3 separate regions of the Zea mays genome follow, and regions 1 and 3 are each linked to region 2. A link is a contact called in public Hi-C data. All regions are on one chromosome and are shown on one strand. Each heading gives the region's core, a stretch centred on a gene start, on an enhancer-like site or on the middle of the called end of the contact. The rest is flanking DNA. Distances are from core to core; before and after follow the strand shown. Region 1 has its middle 51 kb from the start of LOC103641406. Region 2 has its middle 63 kb from the start of LOC103641408. Region 3 has its middle 120 kb from the start of LOC100285397.

Region 1 (4,584 bases), core at 1,872-4,371, 330 kb before region 2:
TCTTCCACTGCCCGTTTGCACGCCAATTTTGGAGCTCCATCGGATTCTCTGTCGCTGATGATCTGGGCACCCAGGACCTGCCAAACATCAGTCGCCCTGATCGCCTTCCGGGTGCAGAATTCAACTCCTTTGTCCTCCTCTGCTGCTGGCAATTGTGGAAACGCAGAAATGGTGTCGTCTTCCGTCAGGATCATGCCACTCTTGCGGTCACTTTGCATTCATGCGCTTCTGAAGCAAAAGTTTGGGCGTACAGGCACAACAGGAAAGAGGCACAAGTATTAGGTGCTTGGTTGTTGGTGTTTTCTAATCCTATTATGTAATCTCACCATTGCTTCGCCCCCCCCTGTAACTATGCTAGCTGCAATGCTGCTAGCTTACTGTAAACTCTAGCCGCTTTGGGCAAAAAGACCGGAATGAAAATCAGGTGGGGATCCTCTCCCCCCCCCCCCCCCGGTGACAGTCTAAAAAAAAAATCTGCCAATTTCTTGTCTAAAGCACGCCTCGAGCCCTCGATCAAGCAAGCAATGTCTGTCTCTGATTCGTTTTGCAGATTGATTTCTTTTTCTTTCTACAAAAGTTTTTTTTGTTTCTACAGATCGATCACTCACTGTTGACGAAGGATCGTTATGCATGCAACCAAGAGATGAAGTGACTTTTGCCTTATAACAAAGAGAATGAACGAAAGAGATGGTACAGTTTTGCTGGGCCACATGGAGAGGAGACTTGTGTTTGGAAGTGGTTCTCCTCGTGCCCTGCTCTTGTCCGACGACAGCAATGCACACCTGGTCACACCAAATACCATGCAATAATACAATTTACAATGTCGCGAAACACTGGCATGACGGTTGTAAAAAATATAAATAAATAAATAAATAAATAAATAAATAAAAGTTGCATAAGGTTGTCTCCGGTAGCTTTCCTGTCTCACCTCTTCTCAATCTATAGTACAAAACAATGTTTTGCATGATCACATCCACGGTCTCCTGGAGGGGCGGCGGGCTAATTAAGGTCCTGTTTGTTTCAGATATATTATAATCTCTCCAGATTATATAATCTAGCGTAAATAATCTATTAGGTAAACAAACAACTAGATTATGGGTTCAGATTATATAATCTAAAGTCCAGATTATGATAATCTCATAATCTCCTCAAGAGTAACTTATTTGAGATTATTTTGGTAAAAGACCCACTACCCATGGTTATGTAAATAGAAATTACAATATATACTATCATTTTTCTCTCACCTCAAATAAACAAACAAGGGTATTGTTGTCTTTGTGAATAATGTACATTTGTATAATCTAAACTACCAAACAACTACATGTAGATTATAATATATCTAGATTATAATCTAGATTATATAATTTAGATTATATAATCTATAAGCTGAAACAAACAGGCCTAAGTGAAACAATCATATTTCGTGGATACCAAACTTCAGTCTTTATTCCAAGCCACCTTGAAAAAGTGAAAAAGACGCTATGCAGATCAATGCTACAATGTTGACGTGCCTGCCAGATTTGTGCTTGGAGTTTTGTCTGGTCTTGCATCATGACATGTACATCTTCAGGATGAGCTAGCAGCTGGTTCGCATGGCACCATGCCCCAACCAAACATTGTGCAATATGCAGGACCAGCTCTCTTTGTGTCTGAATACAATGCAGCCACGGAAAAAAGATTGAAAATGTGGCACAGGGACCAATCCCTTGGATGAGATCAGTCTGCTCATTGAATTTGGATTGATGTGTATACACCTACCTGATTGGTTCTGACATGCTTGCACTGCACGCACTGACTTGCTGCTGCATGCAAATGGCCATGGCCATGGCCATGCCACAGATCTGTGCTGTGCAATAACTAGTTGTCGAGGTGTGATGAAGCCCAGGTGCAGGCCATCCACATGTAAATGTGAGTAACTCTCTTCTCTGAAGAGGCATGGTTACCTGTAAATGTATCGTTTCTCATGGTCATGGACCACCACAACACAAGACCACAGATCCACCAGGCCAACTGCTCCATCATGGGCTCCAAAGCCCATCCATTTTTTTTTCTTGGAAAAAAGTTGCCATTTTTTGCAACAGCTGGCAAACTTACTGAAAGTGCAAGTTTATGCAACTCAACAACTCAAACGTAAGCATAATCACATGGTTTTGTTCAAAAGTGACTAGAACTGAACGAAGCAGTGACATCCCATCTCACAAAAAGAGAAGGGCAACCCAACAACAAAAAGGTCGTCCCCAGCAAGCTTCCAGTTTTGGCGGACAAAATGTGACTCAACACAGTAGCATCTAATACAAAGGCGTGTGTTACATTAAAAGCCAACAATGATAGTACAGACTACAAAGGTGTCTCCCAAATTGAAGGGCATTGTCTGCCTACAAGGACGATTGGTTATAAATAGCTTCCAAAATCCAGCAAGAACCATACAGATTTCCTTGTACAATGTACCCTCAAAAGTTCATACAATTGGCTGTGCTGTTTTCGAGTCTCAGTTTGTTCATATGAGGTTGTTGGATGATGCCAGGATCCGTAGAGGGGGGCCAAGCCCGTGGCACAACAGAAGGTGATACATGCTTGACACCTCATGTTTTCATTGGCCTTTGATGTTGTTTTCCTTGTTTAAGCACTACCACCTTTGGCTTCTTGCTGGCACTACCAACTATAACCTGTACATGCAATTAGGGTTGAGCATTCGGGTTATACGGTTTACTCTGTTCGGTCTCTTCGGATTAAAAAAAAAATCGGAAATTTACAGGAACCGAACCCTAATAGACCGAAAAAATTCGGTTCGGTATATTCGGTTGGTTCAGAACCCGAACAAGCAAATAAGTCCATCAATTAACAAATACAAAACTACACTCATGCCCAGATTCGCTTGGTACTCTTAATCTTACTTCCTCAGAAAGCGAGGATTATCGAAGCTGCTAGAGTGATGGACAAGCTAATAAATAAACTGTGCGGGAAGAAAATTTGAACTCGTACGTCGTACCGTCGCCATGCCCCCCCCCCCCACCCCCCCCCCCCCCCCCCCCCCCCCCCCCCCCTTCCAGGCTCCAGCTTCTCTGGCTGCTCGCGCTCGCCTTTCAGCTGTGCCGGTTGCCGCATTTGCCCTTTGCCCCCGTCCATGGATCCATCCGTCAGGCCGCGCACGGCCCACTCGCGGAGCTCGCCCAACGCATAGGCCTTGGGTTGGGCCGTGGCTCGATGGCTGACAGGCAGTTTGACTGAGGTGGAGATTGGGTTTCTTACTGTTGTTCGGTTATTTGGGTCTATTCGGGTTAGCCGCACTAAAACCCGATAACAGAATAGATACCATTTGTGCACCGAACCCGAAACCCAAAAACTGTAATCCGACCAATTCAGTCTATTCACGTTCGGGTAACGGGTTCAAAATACCCAGCCCCACATGCAATGAAAAGATGGTCAACTTAACTATTACAGGCATACGTATTGCTCTAAAAAATAAATGTTCAATAAATTCTGAAAATGACAAATTATTTTAGAGTTGTAATGCCACGACAGTGTTCTGAGTTTTAATCGAACAAAAAATCAAGACTGCAGAGGCATGTAATGTGTAGATGTATACTCCTGTTTTCTATATTTGGAACTGCAGTAACACTAAGCATTGGAGGTTCTAGAAAAGCAAAATCCAATTTTTATGTAGTCTAATTCAACTAGAACTAGCTGAGTGCCCGTGCGTTGCAACGGGAATATATAATACCGGTATACTACGATAACTTATATACAAAATATGTGTTATACTGTTACGAGAAAATGTTTTATAATCAATTTGTGATTCTGGCCATACATAAATTTTGTTATTTTAATCTATCTGTTTCACCACTACATTGCAACCATCAGTATCATGGAGACTTCGATATATGTCACGATTTGCATGGTCTCATCATTGTAGAGCACGTTCCACACATGCAGGAAGAAATTCTCCCGTACATCATTAGTCATCAGACACGTACCACTATACACTTTTGCTTAAACAAAAAGACAATTGTGTGTGTTTGCGAAGAAAATTAAAGGCAAGTCGGCACAAAAGCTACCACAACGGTGGCGAGGATGACGAACTGGTCATTGTTGTCGGCCCTCCTCTGCGTCACCTCCTGCGTCAAGAAGACGCCACGGTCCTCGATATAGTAGTCGTCGAACGCGCGCGACATACCGAGTACTGATGACTCTTGGTTGGGCTGTAAAACGAAGTGCACCCTGGGCTCATCAGTATGGTAGTACCCCTGGCCGTTGCACCACCAGATGCGCTACTCCTCTACATACATCATGTTCAACGACACTCACACAACGTCAACAACGGCCATCGTCCCAACGCACAAGAATTCATGGCCGGTCAGTAGCGACTTACGTGGCAGGTTGGGTTTTAGGTGGACGATGAGCTGGACGATGTGATGGCGTCGTCGTCGAAAGCGATGCCTAGAACAACCCGAGAGTCGCCGACGTTGGTGACGACCATGAGCCCCCCCTGCTTGACGATGGACAGCGCGGAGCAACCGCTCTGCACCGCGTCCAAGCGGTGGCTGCGCCGGAGCTTGTCGTACATAGCGGCACATGTAGCCACGT
Region 2 (4,561 bases), core at 1,044-3,543:
TTTGTTACCCAATAATGTTCTTTATAATCATTTACCATGCATAGGCTTAATTTTGATGGGACCCGATAGGTCACCCTAGATTCTTTATCCCTTTACCTTGTTACCCCTGAATCACTTGGGTAGTTTTTCTATTGCTTTACATGGTTTTGGGATAATATTTTATTATATCCATGTTCCAGTTATTTTTTTATGTTATTTATGTTCATGTCAATATCATTAAATGTTAGTTGGAACATGGAGCTTAACTTGAGAAACACGTGCCGCCACAAGGGTTTAATGGGACGCCCTTGGCCAACTAACTAGGAAAGCTAGTGGAAGACTATCTTACCTGAAAGGGGCAAGGGCAGTAGGGGATTGCATGCAAGGAGGTTCTCGGGTTGATTTTGCTGCGATGGCGGTCAGACGGGGGATTCTTGCAAGTGCTCTTCCCATAAACTGTAGCGGGTTTTCGGAAGCTAGTGGAACTTTGTAAAGGCCTCGTAGTGGATCCCTAGCCATTCACCTCGGTAGTGTCTAAGGGCCTAGCTAACCCTGGTGACATGGGATACACGACTTGTGGGTAAAGGGTACAACCTCTGCAGAGTGTAAAACTGGTATACTAGCCGAGCTCACGGTCATGAGCGGCTCAGGACTCTCCGATGATTAAATTATGGAACCTAAACTCAATCTGTCATTTGCATTTGCATGGGTTTATTATTAATTTTGTTCTATTATTCTTATTATGGTTTGGTATTTACTTACACTTAGTAATTGCTAATAAAATTTTGACCAACTTATAAAAGCAATGCTCAGCTTTAACCATTCTCTTTGATAAGCCTTACACTTCATGAGCTCCCACCTTTGGTGAGTTCATGTCACATTATTCCCCACAACTTGTTGAGCGATGAACATGTGTGAGCTCACCCTTGCTGTCTCACACCCCCACAGGAGAAGAACAGGTGGTTCAGGAGGAGCCACAAAGTGAGGAGTTTGATCTGATCTAGGTGACGTTTCTCAGTTGACATTGGCGCCAACGACGATCCTTGGTTCGTTTTATATTTATATTTTATTTTGTAATAAGACTTCCGCTATGTAATAAATACTCTGATGTTTTATGACATTTATCTCTATACACTCTGTTATTATATATGTTGTCTTCTTGGCGCATGTATGAGATGCACCCGGCTTTGTCCCTTAAAGCCCGGGTGTGACAGGACCACGCATATTAGTTTCAATCCCTATGATCTCGTGCGTGAGTGGTATCCCTCTCAAGATACTGTTTTATTCTCTTTCCTCTTTACTCACATGCCACATCATCTTTCATTATACATGACATGTATTAAATGACTATCACTGTCCACTAGGAATAGCCTTTGGTTCAGTCGAATAGCCCCAGTACATAGGAGATTAATGCTTTTACCTGCCAAACACATGCACATGATGGTAAGTTGAACTACTAACGGTTACTCCCACCATCTTAATGCTATGTCCAACAGATCGTGCATATGGCCGTGCTAAGCACTGTTTTATACTGTAGTCTGTATTGTTTATAAAGTAGAGTTCATAATAAGAGATAGAGATGATGGTAAGCTACCCGAGATAGACTAACTAAATTAACTTACGACTCATTCCAACTTTCTTCAAGAATCGAAGAATCTTATGTTTAACTAAATTTTTATAATAAAATAATACTAATATTTATGATATTAAATAAACAAGGTGTGCTACATTATTCATGAATTATATGTCTCCAGTGTATCTAGTTGATGTCATGAATCTTTGTAATCTTCTCTATAATTTCGATCAAATTTATATAACATCTTGACTATTAAAAAAATAAAATTACTTACAATTTAAAATAGAAGATGGAGTAATTTGATGTATGCATTAGAATAAAATCTAGCTAGTAGCTTCTTGGATCTACTTTGAGTCTTGTCCTAGTCTAATTTATAAACTGCACAGTGTAAACCCTATAAACTCATTCTATGTTATCGTGAAGGTGCACATGCATGTGGGCCAGAAACTATGTACTCCCTCCGTTTCTTTTTATTTGTCGCTGGATAGTGTAAAAATTACACTATCCAGCGACTTACACTATCCAGCGACAAATAAAAAGAAACGGAGGGAGTACTTAGATAAGATCGCCGAGTGCAAATTGCGATCAAGTTCGCTGTATATATATACAGTACTGTGTATGGGACCAAATTTCCAAAAAAAAGGACACACATTTAGTTTTAGGGCAGATGTAGTACTACGTACTACTCTTTAAATGAATGCTTTCGTTACCTGCCAACCACGTGTACGTATGTCGGAAGGTTTGACATCACGTTCTCCAGCAATGCAGGCTCAACACGTATGGATGTGCTTCACGTGGCCAGGAGCCTGACGTGACCACTGTGTATGGAACCAAATTAAAGATATGTTTGGGACACCTTCGACTCTACAAATATGTGGAATGAAAGCTCTAAGATTTTAGAAGACATTTAGATAAGTCATTTTGTTTATTATTTATATTAAAAATATTTCTAAAACTATTTAAATTGATATTATAAACTACAACTCTACACAGGAGCTGGAACCTGAGCTATCTCCAAACACCCCCTAAATGTATAGACTAGAGATGGCAATGGGTACCCGCAACCCGATACTTGATGAGTATTTACTTTATTAGGGTATATATATGGCCCAAATATTGTTTGTACATCAACTAAAAGTTGGGGAATTCAATAGCTTCAAGCACTATTTACATTTTTTTTTTCTGGACGACAGAGATAGTACGTTGGATATTAATGTTGTTTTTACCTGCCCAATGTATTACGTGGCAAGTTAGACTCAAGTGAGTGCGTATAGTGATTATCATGTATGAACTGCAAAACTATTTGTGTATTTGATGACACAAAACCTATCGTTTCTCACTTGTTATGCCGAGGATTTTTGAAGGATTACATGATTTCGACAAAACATGAAGAGACTAGCTCTTCACCTTATACAATTGGAAACCCTAAGAACATCGATTTCCACTGAAAAGCCCTTTTCCACTAGCCAGCGATTGCTTTAAAAGAACCACGAGTGGAAATATATTTCCACTGACTGTTCTAAAATAATTTGCACTAGCCACAACGTAGGCTAGTGTTGTATTATGTACTCTCTCCGTCCCATAATATTAGTCGTTTTAGATCTTGGTTTTCATGTCTATATTCAAATAGATGATAATAAATCTTGACACATACAAAACACATACATCAATAATTCGTGTTGAGCTGCCCTGTAGCCGCAGCTACTGTAGCTATTCAGACTGCTGCATCTGCAATCTATAGAGACAAAATACTGTAGAAGCCACAACCAGATTAAAGCCACAATAAGCTTCGTTTTATCGTCATAACTGGATATGACAATATATATACACATATAAAAATTTGTAATTATAGGGTAGCGTGCAACATTAATTTCGTTAGGCCTACAGTAGATAAGGTCGATGGATTTGAACAACAGATTATACTGCTACAGAGAGCAGACGAGGGCTAAGCTAGAATTTTATTCAAGAATGTCACTATGCTATAATATTACATGTGCGTACGTACGGGTACGTGTTTCACGTGGTCAGGTCAGGTCAGGAGCGGGACGTACGTGTCCACTGTATGCATGGGGCGACACTGTAAATGGACGATATGCATCATCAGTTAACCTTTGTTTGTATGTTTTCTCCACGACGACATGGACAACGCCAGGTTGTCGATATGCATCGTGCAAGTATCACGCTGGATCGTCCAAGCAATCATTGGTCGTCGATCCATCATTTGAATAGCATATCTACACATGCATGGGCTGGCCAACCCTTATACTTTAATTCATTGGTGCGCTAGGTTACATTCGCCTTGTCAAATCTGTAGGATAATAATCTACTTGTGTGATATTGATATTGTATTGGTGTTGATACAAAAGTCATTAACACAATCCCTCGCTACAACTGTCAGTGATAGATTTGTCAATGAGATCAATGCTTATATTCTAGATTTGTCAATGAGATCGACGATCAAATAGGTAACCACTGTCAGAGACTGACATTGATACAAAGGTTTCCAATATACATCACCGCTGTACAGTAACCCGCCTCGCTGTCCATTCTTTATTTTGTTGTTGGTCGCGCTAATTTCCTGCTCCCGAAGCATTTCCCTCTCTAACTTTTGCCTCCTTGGTTGCGTTTGGTTACCGGATAGCTAGGACGGGGACGTTTCCTGGCGTTCTCTCTCGTCCCTCTAATTTTGAGGGATAACTAGGGCAACACTGGGATAGTCCTATCCCAACCTCTGACCCTGAACCAAACAATCTTATTTGAGGGATCGTCCCGTTCCATGACATCCTGTCATTGCAACCAAACGCACCTACGTGGTCGGAACAGAATGATAAATTTTCGTAAAAATCGGAACACGGGTTACTTTCATTTTACGTGTATTTTTAGATTCTCAAACTTGTTTTTTAGGTCATATAGGCCTTATATTTTGACATGATATTTATAGGTTCATAGCCCGCCGGGATTTGTCATATAGGCCTTATATTTTATATATTTTTAGGTTGTCTTCTA
Region 3 (4,105 bases), core at 491-2,990, 350 kb after region 2:
ATATTAATTTATAATTATCAAATATAAATTAACACTACTACATAGTTTTGACTAACTTACTATTATAATAATGGACGGTTAAACTAATAGTTAATTAACTGTCATGAGGAATTATAAGTGAACAATTTAATACCACATGCGAACGACGCGTGGCACACGCGAATGACATGTGCGATGCGCGACAATGCGCGAAACAGAGCGTGGATGACACGACGACACGAGAACCACTCAGTGGCGGAGGACAAAAAAAATTTTGGTATGGCTCTACACAACTGGACCGTATAATAATATTTAGCACACAACCAATCAACTTGTAGAACAACTCGCGATATATAAAGAAATAAAACATTATCTAAAATTAGAATAAATTGCTATAAAACATGTAACTGTCATACCTATGATTTTGCTTTGCTTACTGTTACAGCTCGGAAGGCACAGGCGCACAGCGGCGGACCGGCGGACCGTGGAAGTCACAGGCGTGGCGTGACCCGCGTGGGCACGTCAGCGCGTGGCCGGAAGGCTGAGCGCCTGGCCACCTGTGCACAGCAGCCGAGCAGCGGACGCTGGCTCGCCGGCTCGGCACAGAAGGCCGGAAGGTTGGGGCTGCTGGGCAGTGGGCATAGCGGCGGTCGGCGGCTCGGCGGCTCGACACAGCGGCGGACTGCGGACGGCGTCAGCGCGTGGCCAGAAGGCTGGGCACAGCGGGCAGCGGTGGAAGGCTCGGTCTCCCCTCGGCGGCTCGGCGGACGGCGGAAGGCTGGGCACAGCGACGGGCGGCGGCTGTGTTCGTGAGCGGCGGGCGGTGAGGGTTAGCGCCAGGGTGCCAGCGCGAATGCGCGATATGGAAGCTGGGCCTTTTTTTTGGTATGGCTTAGGCCATAATAGGCCATAATGTGTCCTTCGCCCCTGGAACCACTAACAGATAACATGTTTATACTAAACAAGTTAACATTTACTTATAAAGCACAATTGATAAACTATAAATTAGTTTCAATTGTAAAACTAATTTAAAGACATTAGTGAAACAAATATTTAATAAATTATTTAAAAAATGTGAAATGATGAACTAATAATTTTAACACATAGGCAGCAATAATATGAACCTAACACAACTTGAGCGTAGTGAATCGGGTTTATAACGCAAAAATTATCACATATTTAATAGATCACTGACTTAAGATGACGTGGCACAATTCTATTAGCCATAAATATGCCACGCGTAGGGCCACATGAGTCACGTATGCAGAAAAATCATAACTAGTGGGATTAAAAGTGGCCAGCTTCTTCCTTCTCTCTCCAATTTGCAACCGCACAGAAAAAAATCATAAAGCACAGGGGGCTTGGCCGAACAAAGCAGGCAAGCGCACACCGCATGGGGTCGTGGGGCCACGCCGCCCAATGCACCCGTCGACCACCATTGCCTGGGAACCGGGAGCCGACCGTGGGCGTCGCGACTCGCGAGTGCTGGGGGCGCCATGCCCTGGTCTGCAGGGAGACACATCAGAGATCGTGCGAGGGCTTCGTCGAGCAGACCGAGAGGAGCGGAGGGCGCGTGGAGAGAGGAAGAAGAAGATGGACTTCTCGCCTGCGTAAGATCGTGTGAAGGATCACCTCCTCGCCTGGGAAGCTATGCGTGGAGGTAGAGCGATGTCAAAACTGGTGTAGGGTAGACATGTCCAAATGGGCCGGCCCGGCAGTAGGCTCGTGACCCGGCACGAGCACGGCCAGGCCCGATTAGAACCGTGCCCGGACCGGCCCGGTCCGATAGCCGTGCCGGGCTTGGGCTGGCCGTCTCGCCCGCGGTGCAGGCACGGCCCCGACACAGTTAATTGGTAGGCACGATAACGGCCCGTTTTAGGAATATATTTTGTAACTGTCAATCTGTTTTTAGTTATAATACTGATAATATATTATTATATAAGAGTATTCTGAATTATTATATGTGTTTCTATGTGTATCTAAAATTCTTTATCTAAGTATGTATCTAAAATTATAAATATAATTAATTGAATCTAAACTAAATTTGAATATTATCCTTAAATTCTGAATTTTAGAGTGTTTTTTGTGTTTACGGGTCCGGACCCTGACCAGGCACGACAGACCCGTCGTGCCCTCGGCCTGGCACGTCCCGTATAAGAATAACTGTGCCGGGCCTGGACTGCGTTAGCCAGCCCGCGGGCCGGGCCGGCACGACACTGAACCGTGCCGGGCTTTGACTGGCGCCCCTCATGCCGGACCCAGCCGTGCCCATGCCGGGCCGGCCCGGCCCGGCACGACCTGTTGGACATGTATAGTGTAGGGGGGAGGAAGTGGGCGCTGCCCGCTGAGGCGGTTTTGCGTAGAAGCATAGGAAGCCATTCCTATCCGGATGATAGGAGGGCCCGGTGGCGCTGGGCGAGCGCGTAGGACGGCGCTGGGCGAGCGCGTGTGAAAGCGCGTTGCTTGGGCGCGGGCGGGGCGGGGCGGCTGGGCCATAACATGTGTGGGCTGCGCGCAGGGTGTGGGTCACACAGAATAGGCTGGCTAGGGAGGTGGCAGGGCTAGGGGTGATGCAGGCCAGCGCATGCGGGAAGCGTAGCGGGCCACGCGAGCTAGGCTATGGCAGGCCACGGGTTGGGGAGGGGGAGGGGGTGTGCGGGCTATAGGTGTACATACGGGCCGCCCGACCCGGCCTGGCCCAAGCCCGAAAAGGCCTGTATTGTTTGAATTTCGGGCCGGCCCGGCCCGTTTGAATTTCGAGCCGTGCCGGGCCGGCCCATGGGCCTAGCCCTCGGCCCACGGCCCGGCCCGTAATTGCTTAAACGTGCCGGGCTCATTTCGGGCGGCCCGAAATTATAAAAGCCCGAAATTCACATTACGGCCCGAAATTCAATTTTTGGCCCGAAATTCAGTTTTCGGCCCAAAATTCACATTAGAGCCCTGAATTTAAAAAAATAATAAAACAAATAAAAGATAAGACAAATAAATTTGAACAAAATCAAACTTAATATTTGTATTAAAGTTACCACAGCTATGCAAAGACTACCTCGTTTATAAATCATTTTGTTAGAAGGAAAAAGAGTATAATCAGCTCTATACAAAGTTCGTAAGTTCAGTTTATTGTCTAATGTTCATAACAAAAGCAAAATTACATCACACACTCTAATTCAAAGCTACAAAAAACATCTAACTAGCATTATCTCTAGTTTTGTGTTTTTTATCAAGTATATGAAAGTGTGGAATGAAGTGTGGTTTTATTACATATATGGGCCTTTTCGTGCCTCTATATGGGCCATTTCGTGCATGCCTTAAACGGGCCGTGCTCGTGCCCGCCCATGGGCCGTGACCTCGGCCCAAACCCAGCCCGATATAACGGGCCGTGCCGGCCCGGCACTAAATTATTTCGGGTCGTGCCGTGCCTGGGCCGTGCTTTTTTCCGTGCTTCGGGCCAGCCCACCAGGCCCGGCCCAAATGTACACCTATAGTGCGGGCCAAGGGCATGCCGATTGGGGGGTGGGTGGGTCTTTTCTTTTCTCTGTGTTATTTCCTTTCCTCTTCTTTTCTATTTGAATTCATACTCAAGCATGATTCACAAAAATAAAAGAATGCACATCAAGCAAATTCATAAGCCAAAATATATGCTCTAGCATGATGCAACATTACACTACTCCCTTAGGGTCATATTTTACTAGGCTTAACACTTATATATAAAACAAAGTAACTTTACATTATTTATAAAAAGGAGAAAAGAGAAGAAAAATGAGAGAGTAACACCTGAATTTTGAGTATAGAGCAAAGGAATTTTTATACCCCAAAATTCAGGGTGTTACAATCCTAACCCCCTTAACAGGAATCTCGCCCCAGGATTCAAGAAGAGGCTAACAAGAACAACAAGGTTGGTTCATAGGTTGTTCACATGACCTTACAAACAAATATGTCGACTTAACAAGAAACTCATCACACCCCCGGCTCGACGTGAAAGCCTAGCAAGTCACCACTTTCAGTGTATGTGTGAACTACTTTGTGCTTTGCACGGGTGTTGACATGCAGATCATCTTCTTGATTACCACTAGTTGAGCTCTGCTTTGAGGCCTTATCAAGTCGATCTAGACACTTCTTGGGACAT

What was found. A called contact is a pair of places that touch in the nucleus more often than the background predicts.
Region 1: a Hi-C map of ear shows a contact between it and region 2, with 1.8 times the contacts expected there. The contact joins two enhancer-like sites. A contact is called at or near these places in 2 of 25 Hi-C or Micro-C datasets (ear and tassel).
Region 3: a Hi-C map of tassel shows a contact between it and region 2, with 2.6 times the contacts expected there. The contact joins two enhancer-like sites. A contact is called at or near these places in 2 of 25 Hi-C or Micro-C datasets (ear and tassel).

The regions. Positions count from the first base shown.
Region 1 is chr10:93,958,095-93,962,678 of Zm-B73-REFERENCE-NAM-5.0, forward strand. No RefSeq gene overlaps it. Among protein-coding and RNA genes, the nearest start is that of LOC103641406, 51 kb to the left of the region's middle. Within about 2 kb of position 3,122, at least 15 of the 20 cell types and tissues checked have an H3K27ac peak or open chromatin away from gene starts, as enhancers often do. A contact at or near this core is called in ear and tassel, where this site is marked.
Region 2 is chr10:94,285,373-94,289,933 of Zm-B73-REFERENCE-NAM-5.0, forward strand. No RefSeq gene overlaps it. Among protein-coding and RNA genes, the nearest start is that of LOC103641408, 63 kb to the left of the region's middle. Within about 2 kb of position 2,294, at least 14 of the 20 cell types and tissues checked have an H3K27ac peak or open chromatin away from gene starts, as enhancers often do. A contact at or near this core is called in ear and tassel, where this site is marked.
Region 3 is chr10:94,634,276-94,638,380 of Zm-B73-REFERENCE-NAM-5.0, forward strand. No RefSeq gene overlaps it. Among protein-coding and RNA genes, the nearest start is that of LOC100285397, 120 kb to the right of the region's middle. Within about 2 kb of position 1,741, at least 7 of the 20 cell types and tissues checked have an H3K27ac peak or open chromatin away from gene starts, as enhancers often do. A contact at or near this core is called in ear and tassel, where this site is marked.